Regions from separate parts of the Gossypium hirsutum genome. Here region 1 is linked to region 2. The links are chromatin contacts, called in public Hi-C maps. All regions are on one chromosome and are shown on one strand. The core of a region is the stretch at or near the end of the contact, and the rest is flanking DNA. Distances in the headings are between cores, read along the strand shown. Region 1 has its middle 19 kb from the start of LOC107924032. Region 2 holds the start of LOC107924680 (F-box protein At2g27310).

Region 1 (6,880 bases), core at 1,259-3,758, 81 kb before region 2:
GTTATGTAGTTGCCACGTCCTGCTCCACTACACAACCTGCTCCACTATGGATTTTTAATTTTGAAATTTACTATCACTTCTATAGATATTGTATGCATCCGTTTTCACTTTACTCTACTCTATTTCACCCTGCTCTATTTCAATTTAATTTTTACTTCTGTTTCAATTTAATTTTCACTACTTATTTTAAATATTTTTAATCTCTTCCATGTAAGTAAATATTTAAACATAATTCTTCAAAAAAATTCAAACATAAAATGTATGAATTTTTCTATGACACATTATTACATTTTTATCCTTTTCAGGATTATATAAATACAATTATAAAATTATAATTTCTAATAATGGAATAAGGCAAGGTGAAATAAGTAATTACCATAACCGCTTCATAATCACAGTCCAAAAAAAAAGCACTCGCCCTTACCCTCACCTCATATCCACTTTTTCAAAAAAAAAAATCACTCTATTTGGAGCGGATTATTTCAAAATCTATCAGGTAGTTCAGCTTTTAACATCCCTAATTAAAGTTAACTCTCTTAATTTTAATGACATGATGATAAATTTAACCTCTAGTGTTTACTTATTTTGTCATTTTGGCCCTAAAATTTTTGAATAATTTCAACCGACAACCATTTGTTTAGGTTCATTGTGGAGGTGTAAATATATATATAACTATTGAGGTTTTTTTTATAAAAAAAATTTAATTTTCGAAAATTTTAATAATGTTTTATATTTTTACCATTTATTTGTAACTTTTTACGATATTCCGAATTTATATCCAAAATGAACCGAGACAAATGGTTGTCCATGTTCAAATGAATGTCGATACCAGTTTGTCTAGATTCATTTCGAAAGTAAATGTTTTAAGATTTTTTTTATTTTTTAAATATCTATTGACATGTCATGACATGTGTCAACTCCATCAACCATGTCGGCACGGTTAAGAGTCAGACTAATTAACTAACTGTTTTCGTTAATGGAATGACTTAATTGATTTTTTTTACTATAAAGACTCAATTAGTTTTTATTTTATTTTTCACTAATGACTTTTTAAACCATGTTTTCGAAAAATAATAATCAATAGAGAGAGGAGATGCCCCAATCTTGAGCTATTCATTTCAGCTTTCTTTTAGCTATTTATTCTTAGTCTTGTAGTATGTTTCAATCATCAGTGTATAATTTGGAGCTGATTTGATAATTCAATATATTGTTGTTGAGATATAATAAGTAAATACTTCATAGATTTGGGAGTTCAAGGTGTAACTAATGAATCAAGGGAATGGGGGTCATAGATTGAGCCCCAAAACTGTGAAAGGGCAAGGGCTTAATGCCCTTTGGACTGCCGCATCAAATCCTGGTGAAATATTTTGTTGTTGCGCTACCAAGCATGCATTAACTTCAAAAGAAGGCTGATGAGATTTTGCTTTTCTTTGATCTGATTCAACAAACCATAGCATTCATAAAGTGATACAGAGGGCTGTGCCCAGGCAAAGGAACGCAGCCGAAAACATCTTATCATAAGCCAAGTTGTGCTTCAATTTTTGCCCCAAAATTTTCTACAAAACTTTATATTAGATATAGAGGCATTTGTTGATTCACTTCTCACCTTTCGAGTTTAGATCAGTTGCGCATTTGAATTTATGATGAGGAATGATCATTCCTCAACTCCATAAATAAAGCTTCCATCACTTCATGGATTCAGACTCCATATATGAGTTCATGAATCTAGTTCAAGCTGAATCTGGATGATGTATTAGATCTATATATCATGGGTTCTATTTTTTAGATTTGAGCTTAACCATATTCCTAATAGAATTTCAATCGTCTCTTGTCAACGAGCTACTGGTTAAGGTGGTATAATATTCTCATCTTCTAAAGATGAAAATCCCAAGTTTGAAATTCGAAAAACTCATTTATTAAGAGTGTTGACTTTAAACACTTCTGATCCAATAAAAATTAATCCCAAATTATGTGTCACCAAGGACAAAATGAGTTACCTTTTGGTCGAAGACAGCGGATTAGCAGAAGATGAGAGGTAACCACTGTAAAAACTAATTAAGCGGCAATTAAAAACAATAGTTGGTACAAAAGTTGCAATGGGGCTGAGCGGGATCATTTGATATTTGTAGAAATTATGAATCATGATGCCAAGGCCTCAGCCTAAAAATATATTTGGGAAGACATGAATTAGTGATACCCTTCTCCAACATTGTGTGCATTTGGAGTTTGCATCTCTTCGCAGCCGATGCGACTATAAATGGGACGTGACTGAAAAAGAGCTCCATGAGCAATTGTCATGCATTTTAAATTAAGAATGTTAGATGGTGATGCTGGGGCATCTGCCATCTTCGCCTAACCTTCTTATAAATTGGTTGCCGCCAGTGCCAGCCCAAGATTTTTAATTTCTTCATGATGGCTTCGGCCTTTCTGGCTGGGTCAGTAGGGTGGATATGTTCGTAGGTAATGTCTAGAATATAGAAGGCCACCCCACTAAGCAATTAAATGAGTAACTCTTAGATTCGTTTCGTCGTTGTGGCATTGGCCCAACAAATGGGTAGGCTTTCCTTGCCATTGGACATTGTTTGAATGTGTTCTTTGTTTCCAAGGTTTTGCCCCACTTGATGATTTGTTGGATGACAAAAAAAAAAATGGAGATTGTTTGGCTAATAATGAGCAAGTCGAATACAGATAATCTTTTCAAATTCAACCATATTAAGCATGGCAGAGGCACCTGCACCGCACAGCACCTTTGCTCGCATAGCTGCCGTGCTTCATATTGGTTTGGTCCCCAGTGGAATCTCCACTTATTGTTTGTCTCTACTTTACTGATTTTAATAAAACTTCTTTTTGTCATTATATTAAATTTTAAAGAGATTAAATGCAATTTTATTATTTTTCTGGGCAAAGGCTGCCTCTGTAGTGCAGGATCTGACCCTTTTAGAGCAAAATTAGGCGACATCATATTTTGATGGGTAAAAGCATCGATTTTGAGTCCTCTTTCATGTGTTTTATGGAAACAGTAAGGTGCTATCTTCTTGATAAGTTTTGGAAAATTATATAGTTTAGTATTGACGGATATCAATAAATTTTTTGAAGCCTCATAATATGATTTTAGTTGGAGTTGTAAAATAGGCCCTTTATATCTAAAATTAATTTTGTTGATTTGATTATTGAAGAGGCTAATGCTCTTATTTTTATGCTTTTGATTTAAATTATCCGGATGTCATTTATCAAATTTGTATTTACTTATTAATCCGTTAATACAAAATTATATTTCTAACTTCTGAAGGTTAGTTGTTTTTTCACATGCCAAATAATCAAATCGATTGATGATGATGAGGGGACCTTCGTTTGTTTGTAAACCCAAAACCCCAATTCCCTTCCCTTTTCTCATCCTTTCTACATTGTGTTTTCCTAAAAGATGTCAACCAAATGTACGGATGGCCTTTTTTATTTCCCGTGCCACGGAGCCGACTTCATCTACATTTTATTGGTTAACATGTATGTGCTCGAAGTTATTTCTTTTTTCCTATTGTGCTTGTTTTTAGGTAGGTATACCACTATACAGGGTTTGCTTATTGCTAAACACACGTCTTTGGTTTTCCAGGTAAACGTCACATGTACTCTAATCATCTTTTATTTTTATTTTTCCTTGCATAAAAGTAATTAAAATGATAATAAATTTAACTTGGTTAAATTCCATCCAAATGTTTTTTTTAAGTGAAAATAAACAAAGAAATTACGTCAAATTAATTTAAGCAAAAATATCACTAATTTTATCTTTTAACACTTCATTCAAACACCTGTAAACTTATCTTTTAACTTAAAGTTAATTTAATCAAATAATCAGTGACTTGATTATCTTCTCTAGAAACATACTTAATTCGCATATGACATCTTCAATCTTTTTAGTAAAAGAATAACACATGTCAATATGAAAATGATACATTTAAAAAGAAAACGTAGGTGGAAGAAAAGAAAATGGCCCTCAAAGGCAACTTCCCAAGATTAATCATAAAATGCGTCACCCTTATATTGAGTTAGTAAATGGCTAATTGTGTTATTGGGTATGGAATTGAGGCAAATGTCATTTTCAACCTTAATCTCCACTTATAACCGAGTTAGGTTCCTGTCTCTCAATTAAAATGAATGATAAAATTAGGGTCCACCAAATTTGAGCTAATTCCGCGTAATATTCTGCCTCTGCTTTCAATTATTATTTTATACAATAAGACAAAAACAACCTAATTAACTGCATACCTAGGATTGCAATACTATGAAAACTGATGATATAATATACTCCACATGATTTCAATTATAAAACCTAGTTTTATATATATTAAAGGGAGTAGGGTTTGGTATAATAAACTTGCTACTATATACAGATTGTCTTGTCTTTCTTAACTAAATATAGAAGGATGAAGATGTTAGAGGATTGATCCAGTTTGGACTGACAGAATAGCTGTTTTTCATTTTATGGAGAGAACATGGGAACCACTCTCATAAACATTAAAGTGCTCTACTCCCAAATCAACATAATCTCAGAAAAGCATTATTATTTTATAATATAATATAGTAGGGATTTTAAAAGGTATGGTGTCTGGAGCAGGTTAATTTTACCCACTTATTTAGTGCTTTGAAATTCCCAACAACGTACATTTTTCGTACACATTATTAAAATAAAATAAAATAAAAAAAGTAGATTGAATCAACCATTAAGCTCTTTCTATTTCGCTTCAATGACTGAAATGATAACAAAAAGAAATAAAGCCAAATCAAGCACGGAACAAACAGACAATATAAAGTTGGGAAATCGCAACATTCCCCACTATGGTTTGTCCGTACAGTCTGTTCACTCGTATCAACCAACCATATTTCTAAACCTCGTTATATAAATAAGCGTATTCTCCTAACATATATTCAATCTTAAAATTACACTTGGTCTGTAGCATCAAAATATCAGACAGTTGTAATCGTATTGTATGATTAGAGGATATTAAAGCATGAGATAGAAGAAGCACAGCATTACATGACATTGCAACTTAATTCTTCTACCAACCATTTAGGATTTTTGCAGGCCTTTCTGCAATGGACATATTTATAAATGCCACTCTTTTGAAATACTCCATTGTATAAGTATAACCCTCCCAATAAATAATCACAAACAGCTAACCCTTCCCTTCACTTTGATTCCGAAGAAATTTATGATTATTATGCTGTTTAAAAAATCAGATGAAATGCCAATGAGTTATTGGTTTAATTGTAGATCAGGTGAAGGTTCTGGGCCCATATTTGATCATGTGCGATTATTATTGTATAATTTGTTCACTTTAATATGTATTGTACAAGTTTTTAGGATATGTTTTTGTATTTGTATTTGTACTTGTTATTGTTAAGTTATTTTCATTAATTCAAATGTAAACTATTTATTAATATATTTAAAAATATGAAATTAATTATAAATTGAATAAAATTTTAATTTGGCTTGGTTCAAATAATTGCAGTTTGTGAATCGAAAATTAAATGAAACGGAACACATTTAAACATTTAAACCAAAATCAAACCAAATTTAATAAAAACGAATTGAGCTGAACCAAATATTATGATTCATATCTATTTTTGTTATATCCTAAAATTCAACCTAGGATAAGGTATGAAAAGTCCACTAAAAATATAAAGCCTAAATCCACAAAGAAGCAACCTCATGACACCTCGCCCTTACAAACTAGGTAACTTTTGTTTTGCCCTTAAAACCCCTTCAATACCCTCACCTAAGCACCATCTTCTTGAAACCCACACGATCCAAAAGAGATATATATTGAGAAGACTTTCTGCAGGCACCTATAAATAAATCACATCCAACAGCTCCCTTAGCTAGTCCTTTCAGGTCAAGTCCAACAACACCTCAAGTTTACACTCACCTCTACTACGACGCTAAGGCTCAAAAGATAAGGGCCATCTCCTCTATAAGTACCCTAAGATAAGGGTCATCTCCTCTATAAATACCCCTTAATGAAGGGTAGAGGCAGGCCAAAATACTTATCATTTTCTACCTAACCTCTACAACTCTATTAGATTACCAACCATTTCTTTGTAACTAATGATTCTTCACGATTCATTCAATGTGAACCATCGTCATCGATTCTTCACACCTTATTCAATATGAACTGTACTTATCAACCATCCCCACCTTTATGTTATAACATTTTTCGAGTTTTTCAATTTTTTTCTCAACCATACTTACACTCCTACTACCTATATTTGCAACACTATAGTATGTGGGATTTGATAGTGACACCGTAAAGCCTCGACTCTACACAAAACTACACTGTAGTTTGTACCAATTTTAGCCTTTTTCATATCTCACTAATAATAAATACAAATAAATGTCTCAATTCTTTTGAATTATAATCAAGTCCAAATAATTGATAATGCAAATATATACTTTGAGTCTTTGATGGGATAAAAAAGGTAATATAGTTAGCCTTCTCTATAATAACCATGTAACACCTGACCGAATGGCTGGACGACAGACCCTTCATGGTTTTGACTATCATCATAAGCGAAAATAAATTAATAACTAATCAATAATTTCATAGGGTTTTGCTATGAAATCATAATATGTTAAACAATCTTTTGATAATATTCACATTTTTATAATAACCTGTCAAACTAGCTACATGAGTCTAATTACAATTTGAACTAGATTTGAAAAGTTCTTACACAAATACAAAACAAAAATTTAAACTACATGTTGCTTCAATATCTACACATGACATGCTCACTTTAGACTTTGAATATTCTAGTTAGTTCCCTTTTTCATGCAATCAACAATTTGGAATACCTGAAACAAGGAAGAGAAACGTGGTAAGTTCATAAG
Region 2 (6,771 bases), core at 3,186-5,685:
CAGAAATGTCCAGTGGAAAACTCAGGATTTTAAATTTGTAAAAGATTTTATGTTGTTACCTTTGAAAGGGTGTGATTTGGTCCTTGGAATACATTGGTTGCTCTCTTTGGGGGTCAATCACCTGGAATTTTGGATCATTAACTATGCAGTTTGGTTTTGGTGGAAATTGTTGCACGTTGCAGGGTATCTTACCTGGTAGTATACATACCATGACGGCAACACAATCCTCCAGGTGTTTTTCTCATACTGATCAATTTCTATGCCCATGTACAATGGTTATGGTTTTCACTGCTCAACTCCTAGTACTAGCAGCTTCCCCTCAAGTGCACTCGGGCATACATGCACTCTTGGAAGAATTTTCAGATATTTTTGGTACCCTTCAGGCCTTCCTCCATCAAGACCACAAAATTCCTTTGAAAGATGAAAATATGGTGGTCAAAATCAGACCCTACATATACCACACTGTTTAGAAGGCAGAAATAGAAAGAATCATTCAGAAGATGCTGCACACAGGTGTTATCAGAGATAGTACTAGCTCATTTGCCTCTCCAATAGTCATGGTTAAAAAGAAAGATGGTAGCTAGAGGCTCTGTGTTGACTACAGACAGCTCAACCAGTTTACCATAAAGCATATATTCCCCATCCCCATTATTGAGGAGCTGCTAGATGAACTCGGTCAAGCAAGTATCTTTTCCAAATTGGACCCTAAAAATTTCAAGTGAATAACTCATTTTAATATTTATTTTTGTAAACCCATTTCAGTATTTATTTTTGTGTTTTTAAAAAAAAATATTTTTAGGGTGATCCATTTTGGTATATAACTTTTTTTGGATTATTGTGGCAAAAGAACTACATTTTACAAATGTTGAGAATATGTTATGTAATAAAAAAATTGTTATTGGGATAAAAAAATGAAAAAAATAAATAAATGAGATTGTTTTGAAAATATATGCGTAAAAATATTAGTAATTCTTAAAAAAATAACAAAATGGTACAAAATTCACTCTCCACCATTTAGACCGTATTTTTACACAAAAAATACTAGTACTGCCCATCTCTCCCCCACCACCTTAAATTTTTTTTTTAAACTTTATCATTTTGTAATGATGTTTCACTTATTGTGTTAGAAAAAAATGGATACCGCCCATCTCTCTCCCTCCACCCTTGGAACTGCTTCAAACATCCTATTTTGGTAAGTAATGATATTGACATACCGTTTTAGTATTTTTTTAATCTGTATTATACAAGTAAAAAATCCGTGGGTTGGGCTTATGTTTTAACTTTTCTAGGCTTTGTTCCTTTTGTTTGTTACTAGCTCATCATCCTTGGGTTTAGATCAAATTGTTCGGTTATATTGAGAGACTTTGGTGGTAGACAAGATCATACTCGTATAAATGGCTGAAACCTCGTTGCATGGTGGTGATCCCTTTTCCAATTCTACTCATAGGACTAGTTGATCTTCTTTTGTTTTTAGGGATGTCTTTATGCTTTCGCCATTGGATCTTTTTTTTTTCGGTTTGTACTAGTCTTTTCCGAGTCTTTCCTTTCTTTGAAATGAATGAAATCCTTCTGTCTATATATTTTTCATGTTCATTTTACAATTGATATTTAAATTTTACATCTACTCTTCTCAACAATGTCATCTCTAAGAACATCAATTTTTTGCATTTTGCCTACACCTTCCGTTGAAAATAATATACATTGTTTTTCAGTATGGATGTAAGAGTGACTTCGTTGCATTCGATTGATTTTTTTAGACTAATTCTATATTTTAGAATTTCTTTTTTACTATTGACAAAGTAAAGTTTATTTTATGATTTTAAAACATCATTTGATAAATTATTCAAAAATATTTTAAAAGAAAACTATTTATTCAATTAAATAAAAAATAATCTTATATGACAATCTAAGATTATCTTTATTATTAAAATATAGAATATTTTTCATCATAAATAAATTAAATTGTAAAATTCGATTTGATTTAAATAGTTTTTTTTTTTTTAACTTGTATTTCCCAAGAGCCCAAAATCGAAGTTTATGCGAAGCGTTGCAGAGGTCGGTAAATGTGTAGGTATATAATGGAAGTACACCTCAATTATGTTGGCCCATCATCTTCATTCATCTTTTATACCTTCACCCTCTCATCGAATCAGAAGAGAAGAACGATTGCAACCTTTTTATTACTTGGACCAAAATTGAATCTTTACATCAAAAGCATAAAAAAGAGTTCAGAGATTGTTAGAACATCTTAGGAAAGGTGCTAATATAAAAGCAGCATCAACATTTACAATATGTAATACCAAAACGTGACAAAAGCAGCAATGCCACTTAAGATACAAAGTCTATCTATCCTGCTTTCGTTCCTCATCTTTTCCTCCTTCAACTCACTCTGCACTTTCGAGTACAGATGACATGACTCTAGAACCTCGCTGTAGTTTTTGCTTCTCCTGCAGCTTAGAGCTTCTTTCAGAATAAGCAAACTGTTTCTTCCGTTAACATGTGCACCTTCCATATCTTCCAACTGCATGCTTAGCTCCGTCAATTTGAGTGTCGTCTCTACGCCCTCCCCTTCTGTGTTCACGACTCTGAACTTCATTATCAGAATGCATTCCACTACTTGACATGGAAGGATGTCCTTGGCAGGAAGCACAGACCCGAACCTTATCACGAAATCTTTGTCCGTTGGCCAATGTCTCTGTCCGCCAAGAGGGCTCCAGCTTGCAAGGTTAGCAGCTTGTTTAACTTTCCGGTTTACAACGATCCAACTAAGGCGAAGGCCGTCTCGTAGCTCCTTCCATAGCTTCCCATCTTTCCTTTCCTTTTCCATAGAAGTAATAGGTGGCAGGCCATCAGAAACCGAAAGGGTAACCTCACTTTCACTATCATCATCTCTAGCTGCATAATTGAGAAGATCGATCCGAAACGGGCAGTTGTGAAACCAACTATTGGATCCATTTGCATTAGGAATACCCCACAGCACTTTTGAGCATATTGTTTTATCCTTATACCTGATATCCACAATTGAAACAAAATCTAGTGGTGAAATACTTTCTAGTTCGACGGTGTCGCCATAATACTCAGCTTCTGTCCACTCTTCGGGGTTCTCAAGATAGCCATTCCACTGATACTCCGTTACTTCCTTATTAACAATAAGCGGAAAACAATCCGCATAGAATTTTCTAAACCCACCAATCAACGAAATCAAACTTTTCACATCTTCCCTGTTGGTTGAAGGCCACATAGAAGAACAAACATTTTCCCATAATCTCTCCTCTCTAGAGATAGAACAAAACGTTGCACAAGCACATGCTGCGGCAGCCAAACTTGGACCATCAAGGCGCCTCAATATGTCGTAGAAAACATCAGTGCTCAACGATGCCATGCTCTCGATGGCTACCATTGACATAGCTCCAGGCCTCTAATCTACAGAAAACCACATGAAATGGAATTGTTCATAATTACTCGACCAGATAAGTTCAAGAACACCATTCAATTAAGCTCAAGGAGAACTTGAGTGCATAGCCACTCAATGTGGAACCCCTAAATGAGTCCAAAAAGAGATTTATTCAGAAATCAATAAAAGCTTTTTATCCCCAACAGAACAGCGTTCAATTCAACTCTATTCAGATAAAGCTAATGTAGTGAAATAATCATGTAATCCTTTTGCTTTGATTAGCAGATCTGAGTGAAATTTAAACTTCCTGTTTCATGCAAAAAAAAAAAACTAACACCAAAATTACTGAAAATTCCATTAACAAGTCAAATAATAACGCTTCATAGAAAGAAAAAAGTACCCTACAATCAACCCACATGCATATCATTCAAAAAATACCCCAAAAAAAGAGAGTTGAGTTTTTACAAGTTAGATCAAAACCCAGATTCCAAACCCAATTTCAGATGATCATAACAGATCACTTGAAAAATTACAAACAGAAATACGAAAACTCAACCATTAACACCAAAATTTAACCTTTTTTCTGGGCAGTTTCATCACCCTCATCGTTTTCTCCGATAACAAAAAAAATGCAACCCCAAAAAGAAAAAAAATCGACGAGGAGGAGATTACCTTAAATTGGGCATGCAAATGTAAGAAACATGCTGGCGAAACAACGTTGTAAAAGGAAACAACAGGGAAAACAGGAACAAACGAAGGGTACTGTGGGAAGGGAAGTGGGAATCAAAGTCAACGGAAAAAGGAAGAGAAGATTTAGAGCGCAATATGGGGATGGGATTTCAATGGTTAAGAGATCAAAGTGGTGTTGAGGTCATTTTCCGCTTTGCCTTTCTTTGACAGCTTTCTTGGGTACTGTGTTGTGTCTGTAGCTTGGCAGTTCGTCATGTTTTCAGATTTTTTTTCCTTTATTTGTTTTGTCCGGTTCTTATGGTACTGTTCTATCACTCCCTACTCATCTCTTGCCACGTCTTATTTTATTTATATTTTGGTTCTATAGAAAAACAGCATTGAAAAGTTTGACCATCCTCATTCCTCACCTCACGTCTTATAAAAGAAAAAGAGAAAAATCAATTGTCGGTATACAGATGAAAGAAATTGATTTCTTATCAGGACATTTAATATAGGTTGTTCTAATCATTAAATAAATGTGAATTAGATAAGTAGTCATATCTGGGGTTGCTATAACTTACGCCATAAGACAACAAAGAAGAGCTTTCTGGAAGATATTGGAATTACAGGTAGACATTTTGATGGTTCTTATGCCAATTTGCTTCCAGTTTTCCATCTCCTAGGCCAGCTGATCAGTTGCATTCGCCTTTTTGGACTGTCTAAGGAGGACCCAAGTAGTAGAATCTTTGTTTAAATATGCTTTGCCAAACCCACTATTTTTTGAAAACAAAAATTATTTTTAGAGTTAAATTGGACCGGAAATAAATTAGGGTATGAATTTAAAATAATAAAAATCCTGAATTTTATAATTTTTAAAACAATTTATTTAATTATATTGAATAGAGTCTACCCTTCGAAAGCTTTATTTTAAGACTAAATTTTGCATCCTTAATTACTCCTGGGATATTGATCAACGCTCTTGGAATAGAGACTAATGCAGTAATAAAGCAGTTTAAAAGAATGAAACACAAAGATTTCACTTCATGCAAATGAAAACGACCTCTGAGATTTGAACTTGTAATGAATTTTCATTTATGGGCACAAAAATGGAAGACAATATTGGGGTCGGAGAAATATGAGTCACATATGGCCACCTAGGTGATTTTACATCGATTGCACCTCAAAAATGAAAGAGAGAGAGAGCTATTTCCAAAAAAATAGCACCAGAACCACAAAAAAACAAGGTGAGGTGGTTGGGCTGAGGGGCACCTGAGGATAATAAAATGAAATAGAAAGATAAGGGAAGTTTTAGGTGAACTAAATAGCTTTAAGGATCACCAACATAATGAGTTGGTGATGCAAATACTTTTATTCTTTACAATTAATTTTTTTTTGACTAAATTTAGTTTAATCGAGATTGAAAATAGCGATGAAGGTAAGATTAATTATTATAATAGTGAGATTGAACACTATAATAATAAAATTAAAATAAATAGTGAGTAATATGTCGAAAACCAACTGCAATTGTAACAATAGGTGAGATCATAAAATGGTTATTAAAGACATTAAATTAAGTTGCATATGTAAAATAGCTAATTATATTTTACATTAAATAGTAAGATATATTGAATTTTTATTTATGTTAAAATGATAATTTTATTATTAATTATATTTGTATTTATTTTTTTATTATTCATGCACCTACTTATTTATAATTAATTCATACTAAAATGTATATGTTTATTAAATTATTATCAAGCCAACATTATATAGATTACATAATAAATTATTATGACCTTTGTATATATTTATTATAAAATATTAAAACATATTAAGATTATTCTATAATAAAAATTCAAATTGTATTTCATAACGACAATATGAAAGGTTAAATGGTAAAAATTAATTCTCACTGCAACGTCATTTCCTTCACCTATGCTTAATGCTCCAGCCAGTGAGGTGAAACTATTTTCACTTGACAAAATAAATTCAATAAATAAACTCGCCACAGTAGAAGGAATTGGGCATCCAAAGGAGCCCGCTTCAAAGAGAGAAAGCACTTACATATTTGATTTGATTTGATATTATATTTATAGTTAAGAGTTAATATGTAATGAATTTGGTTAAAAATATTTAACTGGAACTTAGATCTAATTTTTATTTTTTCATACGCTTTTATTTTATAAATATTTTTTAAAAATAATTTTTCATTTATATTTATCACACCTAGTACAAATTAATGATAAGTTAATACAAAACTACCCAAGTATAGGACGAAATACAAATTTTTGAATAAATTCGAAAGGTAACTACCTTCCGTCTATAGAATTACGAAATTCAGGGTTTTAAAGAGAGATTGCATTGAATTGAAGTACCAAACCTTAATCTAAAAGTATATGCTCAGCTTACTCTTACCCAACCTATTATTTATATATTAAAACTGAATCCTGAAAAATTTTCAGTGGGTGCTTTTGAAAAGTTAAAATCAGTTGCACCTTTTTATTTATTTATTTATTTGAATTTGGAATAAAATAGACTTTGTAAAATGATACGAGAAAAGTGGGGTAAGAGGAGAAACTAAAATTAAAGAGCGGTGAACCTCAGGATTCTTGATTAAGCTATTCAACCCAGGCTAATAATCACACGGAACAGTAAAACACCAATACAATTCCTTTAAAATTCGTAGCATCGCCCACAAATTCTCACTA

What was found. A called contact is a pair of places that touch in the nucleus more often than the background predicts.
Region 1: a contact with region 2 is called in a Hi-C map of leaf, with 2.5 times the contacts expected there. The contact joins the enhancer-like site here to the promoter of LOC107924680 in region 2. A contact is called at or near these places in 6 of 34 Hi-C or Micro-C datasets (leaf and petal).

What each region holds. Positions count from the first base shown.
Region 1 is chrA11:13,743,644-13,750,523 of Gossypium_hirsutum_v2.1, reverse strand. No RefSeq gene overlaps it. Among protein-coding and RNA genes, the nearest start is that of LOC107924032, 19 kb to the left of the region's middle. Within about 2 kb of position 2,508, at least 6 of the 9 cell types and tissues checked have an H3K27ac peak or open chromatin away from gene starts, as enhancers often do. A contact at or near this core is called in leaf, where this site is marked.
Region 2 is chrA11:13,664,345-13,671,115 of Gossypium_hirsutum_v2.1, reverse strand. LOC107924680 (F-box protein At2g27310) reads right to left here and starts at 4,435. Exons shown (of 2, transcript XM_016855232.2): 1 at 4,067-4,435; 2 at 2,156-3,423. The coding sequence starts at 3,406. The coding sequence ends at 2,285. It overlaps LOC107923020 (small nuclear ribonucleoprotein SmD1a), which reads right to left. Exons shown (of 4, transcript XM_016853218.2): 4 at 6,642-6,771.